Regions from separate parts of the Mus musculus genome. Here region 2 is linked to region 1. A link is a contact called in public Micro-C data. All regions are on one chromosome and are shown on one strand. Each heading gives the region's core, a stretch centred on a gene start, on an enhancer-like site or on the middle of the called end of the contact. The rest is flanking DNA. Distances are from core to core; before and after follow the strand shown. Region 1 has its middle 110 kb from the start of Gm40303. Region 2 has its middle 96 kb from the start of Gm40304.

Evidence for each region. A called contact is a pair of places that touch in the nucleus more often than the background predicts.
Region 2: a Micro-C map of macrophages shows a contact between it and region 1, with 3 times the contacts expected there. The contact joins two enhancer-like sites. A contact is called at or near these places in 1 of 39 promoter capture datasets (embryonic stem cells), 1 of 15 datasets of contacts at CTCF or cohesin (the NIH/3T3 cell line), 22 of 484 Hi-C or Micro-C datasets (B cells, the BV-2 cell line, the C2C12 cell line and 12 more), 8 of 115 datasets of contacts at active chromatin or transcription factors (bone marrow-derived dendritic cells, embryonic fibroblasts, embryonic stem cells and 3 more) and 4 of 9 other capture datasets (adipose tissue, embryonic stem cells, liver and 1 more).

The regions. Positions count from the first base shown.
Region 1 is chr5:53,377,131-53,380,052 of GRCm38.p6, forward strand. No RefSeq gene overlaps it. Among named protein-coding and RNA genes, the nearest start is that of Gm40303, 110 kb to the left of the region's middle. Within about 2 kb of position 1,636, at least 130 of the 459 cell types and tissues checked have an H3K27ac peak or open chromatin away from gene starts, as enhancers often do. A contact at or near this core is called in adipose tissue, bone marrow-derived macrophages, heart atrium and 3 more, where this site is marked.
Region 2 is chr5:53,449,623-53,452,589 of GRCm38.p6, forward strand. No RefSeq gene overlaps it. Among named protein-coding and RNA genes, the nearest start is that of Gm40304, 96 kb to the right of the region's middle. Within about 2 kb of position 1,514, at least 39 of the 459 cell types and tissues checked have an H3K27ac peak or open chromatin away from gene starts, as enhancers often do. A contact at or near this core is called in adipose tissue, bone marrow-derived macrophages, heart atrium and 3 more, where this site is marked.

The DNA.
Region 1 (2,922 bases), core at 386-2,885:
GAGTAATGGGGAGGGCTGCTTTTCTGGAACACGAGGGGAAACTTCCAGCAAATTGCAAAAGCATGTCTCTTCCTTGAAAAATCCTTTCACACTTGTTTAGTGCTGGGTTTGTAAAGTTCAGGAAAAGCCTCCGTAAACAGGCTCTGAATGGCCCTGCGTTTCTCTGCTCTCCTGGAGAACTTTCCTTTTTTCTCCTAAGGTGGTCTCTGGCCTGAAGGGATGGTAATGGAAGCAGAAAGAGCAGAGGGTAGTGGTATATCCCTCAGAAGGATAAACACACTTTAGAGCTGTCAGGACAGCAGGCTGGAGGAGCCCAGGAGGGGCCCCATGCCACCATCCCTCAGTCCCCACATGGCTGGGATAGCAAGGAAGACAGAAAGCTAACTAATAAGGTCCAGGAAGAGTATGACATTCTTCATATAGGAGCTTGCAATGCAAGGGGAGGAAATGGGAGACTGGGACAATAATGAATGTCAGAATTGCCTACAAAGGGTTCTGCCTAAAAGTCAGAGGCGGCTTTTAGTCCTCTGGCTTTCTCTGCACCATCTGTATTCCTCTAGCCAGAGAAATGCAGAGTTCTGAAAGAGGATGAGTGAGGAGCTCCACTCCTGCAGAGATACACTCATTCTTCCTTGGGCTGTTGACAGACAAGGTGGCTTTCTAAAAGGTAGGCAGGCAAGGATAGAGGGTGGGGCTCCTGGTAGCCAGTGGAGACCATTGGGGTCACTTCCAGAGCAAACCAGGGGAGGCGCTGTAAGAGCTCTGTGGGCAGTGCTCTAGTAACAGGCCTTCCTGTCAGTTACTGATCTAATCTCTGTTACTGTGACCAATTGGTCCCAGTCCATGAAAGGCTGCCTCTGCAGTGCATCTGTTACTGGTCCTCTTGGTCCACCACTGACATAGCAGGAAAAGTGGCCCCACCCACCTAATTCCCATTTCTCTGTCTTCTTTTTGAGTGTCCTACGCATTTTCTTTCTCATCCATACCAAACAAACAAACAAAAAAAAACAAACAAACAAACAAAAATGCTCAAGAAGAAATTGGGCATGGTTGTGCATGCCAGTAATCCCAGCACTTGGGATGTGGAGCTAGAGGGATCAGGAATTCAAAACCAACCTCTATGTAGCAAGTTCAAGGTCAGTCAGGACTACATGAAACCCACAGTCAAAACAACATCAAGAACAGGAACAGGAACTAAGAAAAGGCAGGTTGTGCTGTTGGGACAAAGACCTGAAATGGGCCAGGAGACTGAAGATGGGGGAGGGGGGCAGGGATATCAGGAAAGGGACAACAGAGTGTCTCCTCCAGCCCTGGGAATTCTCTGAAGTCCTGTGTGCCTTCTTCATACAACATAGCACTCAGGGAGGATAGCCATCAGATCTTGGTCCAGCCATGCCCCCATGGTGCTCAATAATCTAACAAAGGCTATGTGTATGACAGGAGAGCAAGGACCTTTAATCTGCTGGAGCCCAGGGCATCTGCCAGCCATCGGAGAACCAACTGTCTCCTTTTCCCCCATCAGAAACTGGGCTGCCGCCAAAGCGCCCTTTCCTCTTGCTTATGAAGCCCAGGATCCCCCTGCTCTGCAGGCTGCTGCCTCCTCTTCCCCTCCTAGCTAGCCCAGCCTCTTCTCTCTGTTCCGCCTTCTCCTCACCCCATCTCTTTTTCTCTTCCTCTTTCCATGCCTCTGATCTCCCAATGCCCCCATCCTTCCTGTTCCCTTGGCAGAGGGCAATGGTGTCATCAGGGGTTGGCCCTGGGTCTCCTCTAGCTCAGAACTGACTGGCTTCATGCGAAGTCTCTGTATACAGCTTCAGTGAAGACAGCTTCTCTCAATAGCTCTCTCATCCGTCCAGTTTGCGAATGGAGAAACTGATGCTGAGAGAGATGACACTACCTCCTCTCAAGGTCTTCTGCTGATGTAATTTTGCTCAAGGAATCATTCACTGAACACATCTGATCCCCTCTTCTTGGAAAGTTCCAGTCTGCATGATTGCACCAGGGCTATTAACTGAAGTGCTACCTTCTGTACCCTTAAGACATCCAACCCCATTGTGATCCTACTGCCTCTCCCACCCCCAATTTAGCATAAGTCTAGTGCAGGAAAGTTTTGGGTCTTTCTATATCTCAGGGCCCTTATTTCATCATCTATGGAGAATGAGCGATATTGGTTTCTTTTGATAATACCAGGGTCTTAAGCTCTCTGCATAATGTATTTGCAGGAGCTTACAGTAGAATGGCTTCCTTTTGGTCTCACCTAGACTGTCAACCACTCTCCCCACCTTCCCTCTTTGTCTTGAGGTTTTTGTAAATGCAAAGAAAATTGTGAGTTTCGAACACCCTCAGGGAGAAGGGAAAGCCTATCTGCTAATTATTATGAACCAACTAGCCAGGTTTGTATGGAGGGAACAGAAACAGAGTTTGTTCAGGTAGCTAGGGAAGTAGACCCTGGCTCCTGGAAGTTTCTTTTCAGGGCACACAGGTTTTTACATGCACAGATGGCTGCCTTGTATCTGGGCTCAGGGGCTTGCCTGAGAGATTGCCACACAGTCGGCACGCGCTGCACAACCTTGTCGGGAGAGAGTGTTTATGAGCCTCCCGGTTAATGATTCCCATTTATGGAACATGTGCGCGGCAGCCGAAGGAGGCTGGCTAGGACAGGACATCAGCAAGGCCTCGGCCTCACAGCCTGGCTGCACGCACAGGCTCAACAAGGCAGCTGCCGGGGCTGTTCTGTTATAAGCCGAGGGGATCCGAGGCTCCCCAGAAATCTGGCCTTTTCGGCTCCATCAACATGTTAGCGAAGAAGGTCCTGCGAGAGAGGCTGGGGCCAGACTGACTGAAGCAGGGCAGTAATAAAAACGGCTGCTGTTATGAGGGGGAAAGTTAATATTTCCAGGGTGTTCACTCCATGTGGGGCTT
Region 2 (2,967 bases), core at 264-2,763, 72 kb after region 1:
GGACCCACCGGGCACTTCTATTCTCTCTCTCTAGGTCACTGGATAGTAAGGTAGAGGCTGAGAGCACGTCCAGGGCTCAACAGCTCCATAGCAATGCATCCTGACTTAGGGTGTGTGAGTTTGTGTATACTCTTCCTCTCTGTGCCTCTGATTCCCATCTTCACAGACAGTGTTGACATAGATGAATGAAGAGAACCAGAGCCCTTGCAACAGGACTTGGGAAATGTCACACAAGTATGTGCCAACCCATGTGTCCATGGCCTTGAACCACATTCTCCAGGTACTGAAGCTGCTCCAATATGGAATTAGAGACCTATACAGTTGCTCAGTGACAGGCACAATGCATGAGTGACCACAGTGTCACTGAAGGGTTACTGTGTGTGGCCTTTCAGTTCCACATGGCAGTAAACCTGCACCGAACAGACCTTGGCAGAAATGTGATTTTTATAAGGGTGCCTGACTCAAATATGCACGGCCTGGTTCAGGTGGTCACAGGGTGAGATCAGGATCAAACTCATGTTGTCTCTCTAGAACTGGTTGTCTTTCATGTGTTGATTCCACTCTAAGGTTTGCACTCCACTCATGGTCACAAGATGGCTGCCAATAAGTGCCGGAGTTATCGCGTCTTCCCTGGAGGCTCAAAGGCTCCATCCAATCCAGTCCCATTTCTACTAATTCTATAATTGTCTCCAACATCCTGATTAGCTGGGTGTGTGCCAGCTGCCACCCCTGAAATCCGAAAAGAGCCACAGAGTGAAGAGAGTGTTTAAACAGAAGTCATACTTCTAGTCCCAGCCCCAACTTCCAAAGTTTGCAATGTTTGCAAATGTCCAAGGGACATTATTATACAGAAAGGTCTGTTTACTTCTTCCTAATACCTCTGAATAGCCTGCCTCCTCTTTCTGTCCCAATAATGAGCACCAGGGACCCAAGGCAATGTTGACCCACTGCTCCAGGCTTCAGGCTTCAGTCATCTTGTACACACACACACACACAGACACACACACGAGAGAGAGAGAGAGAGAGAGAGAGAGAGAGAGAGAGAGAGAGAGAGAGGGAGGGAGAGAGAGGGAGGGAGAGAGAGAGAGTTCCTGACCATGTCTCAATGTGGGAGAAGAAGCTGGGAGCAGAGGCCCAGGAGGGTCCATGTTCACAAGACCTGAGTTTGGGAACTGACCCATGCCCACGATGATGGGGAATGCCTGAGGGGAGCTCTTTTAGACAGCTGACCAGAAAACCAGAGCAGTTTGCCTAGCTCAGAACCCAACTTCCTGTGAGAGGCAGTCAGAAACTCCAACCAAATAAGGCCCCAAGCTGGGTGGGAATCTGATCACCGGGTGTTTATATAGATTAGAAGGTCTCCGTTGACTCTCAGCTTAACTCTCCCAGGCTTTGCAGTTCATCAAAGCTCAATGTTCCGTTTCATGATGTTCCTTGCCCACTGCTGAGAAGCTCTGTCAGCTCTTAGAAGGGAAACTTCCCCGTTCGGAGTACGTTTCCCCTGTCCTGAGCCCGAAAGCACCAGTTGCTAGCGGCATCTGCTTAGGAGCAGTGCAGGAGCAGCCAGTTCTTGGAACAGCTGCGGAGCACTCAGGGCTCCCAGCAGGGAGCTAAGAAGAGCCAAATGAAACCCAGAATGATGTGCCAGCACACACAGGCCCCCAGAGGTGGGTCTATTCATGGGAAGCTCAATTCTGTAGCCCCATAACCAGAGTGGACTTGTGGGAAGTACTCAACTTCTCACACACTGGTCAGTGGTCTTGGGAACTGCTGGTGAGAGCCAGGGATTGATAGTTTTTTTAAAAAATGATCCTGGAGATATGGGTTTTGCCCAGCGCAAGGTCACACAAGCAACTTCTACACTGAAGACTTCAAGTTGGGGAAGAGCGAGTGGGTGATGAAGGATAAATCTCAAAGGGCATGCAATTGTCTCATCCCTTCACAGTAAAAGCATTTGTGGTTCTCAAAACAACACTAAGGAAAAAGGAAAGACAAACAATAGCCTGAGAGAAAATACTTGCAAATAAAACTCATGGGATCGTGGAGTAAGGGCACACAGGAAGCAACTCGATAAGAAAAAAAATTCATGGTAATGAAATGAGCAGTAGAAAGTCAGACTCTGTGGGGTGTCAGCCATCTTAGATAGCATAGTCAGGAAAGAGTCTCCCGTAATAAAGCTATTGTCCGTGAAGCAAGGCCAATCACAGAGGATCCAAATGGAACGTTCTCCATAAAACAACAGCCAGTCAAAGGCCCAGAGAGGAGGCAAGGGCATCACACTTAAGTGAGCTTAAGTCTTGATAGGAGCAGGCCCAGGAGGTCTGGTCCTCTAGGGGACTGTGAGCCAGAGCAGCAGTCTGTCCACAAGCGATTGCATCACGTAAGCATGTGAGAGGCCTGTACTCACTGCCATGCGGAAGGATGAACCACACAGAGTTCTTGGTTGCAAACGGTAAAGCTGAGTCACTGGTTTTGTGGGTCAGCGAGGGGACTCAGTGGGTAAAGGCGCTTGCTGCCAAGCCTGGGGAAACTGAGTTCGATCCCCAGTACCCACACAGACAGAACTGACTCCTCTTGCAAACTGTCCTCTGGCCTCCACAGGCATGCTGTGACATAAGCCCAAGCGCGCACACATGCGCACAAGCATCCATGCACGCACACAGAGAGTAAGATAAGTATAATAACTTATTCCCCAAATAATATTGGACAGCTCATAGATATTTTGAAGGTTCTGGAAAAACAAAACAAAACAAAACCAATAGAAAACAGCCAAGCAAACAACAGCAAATCCAAGAACTCAGGGTCAAAGGTAAAGCCAATTCCTGAGCAATAGAAGGAAAATCCATTAAAATGTCCCCAGGTAAGTGTGTGTGGAATCTACTCCAGCCTTCCCCAATGGCCTCGAAAAGGATTTTACCCAAAAAGTCTATTGTTTTTTAGGTTTCCCTGAAGTGGCCACACACGTGG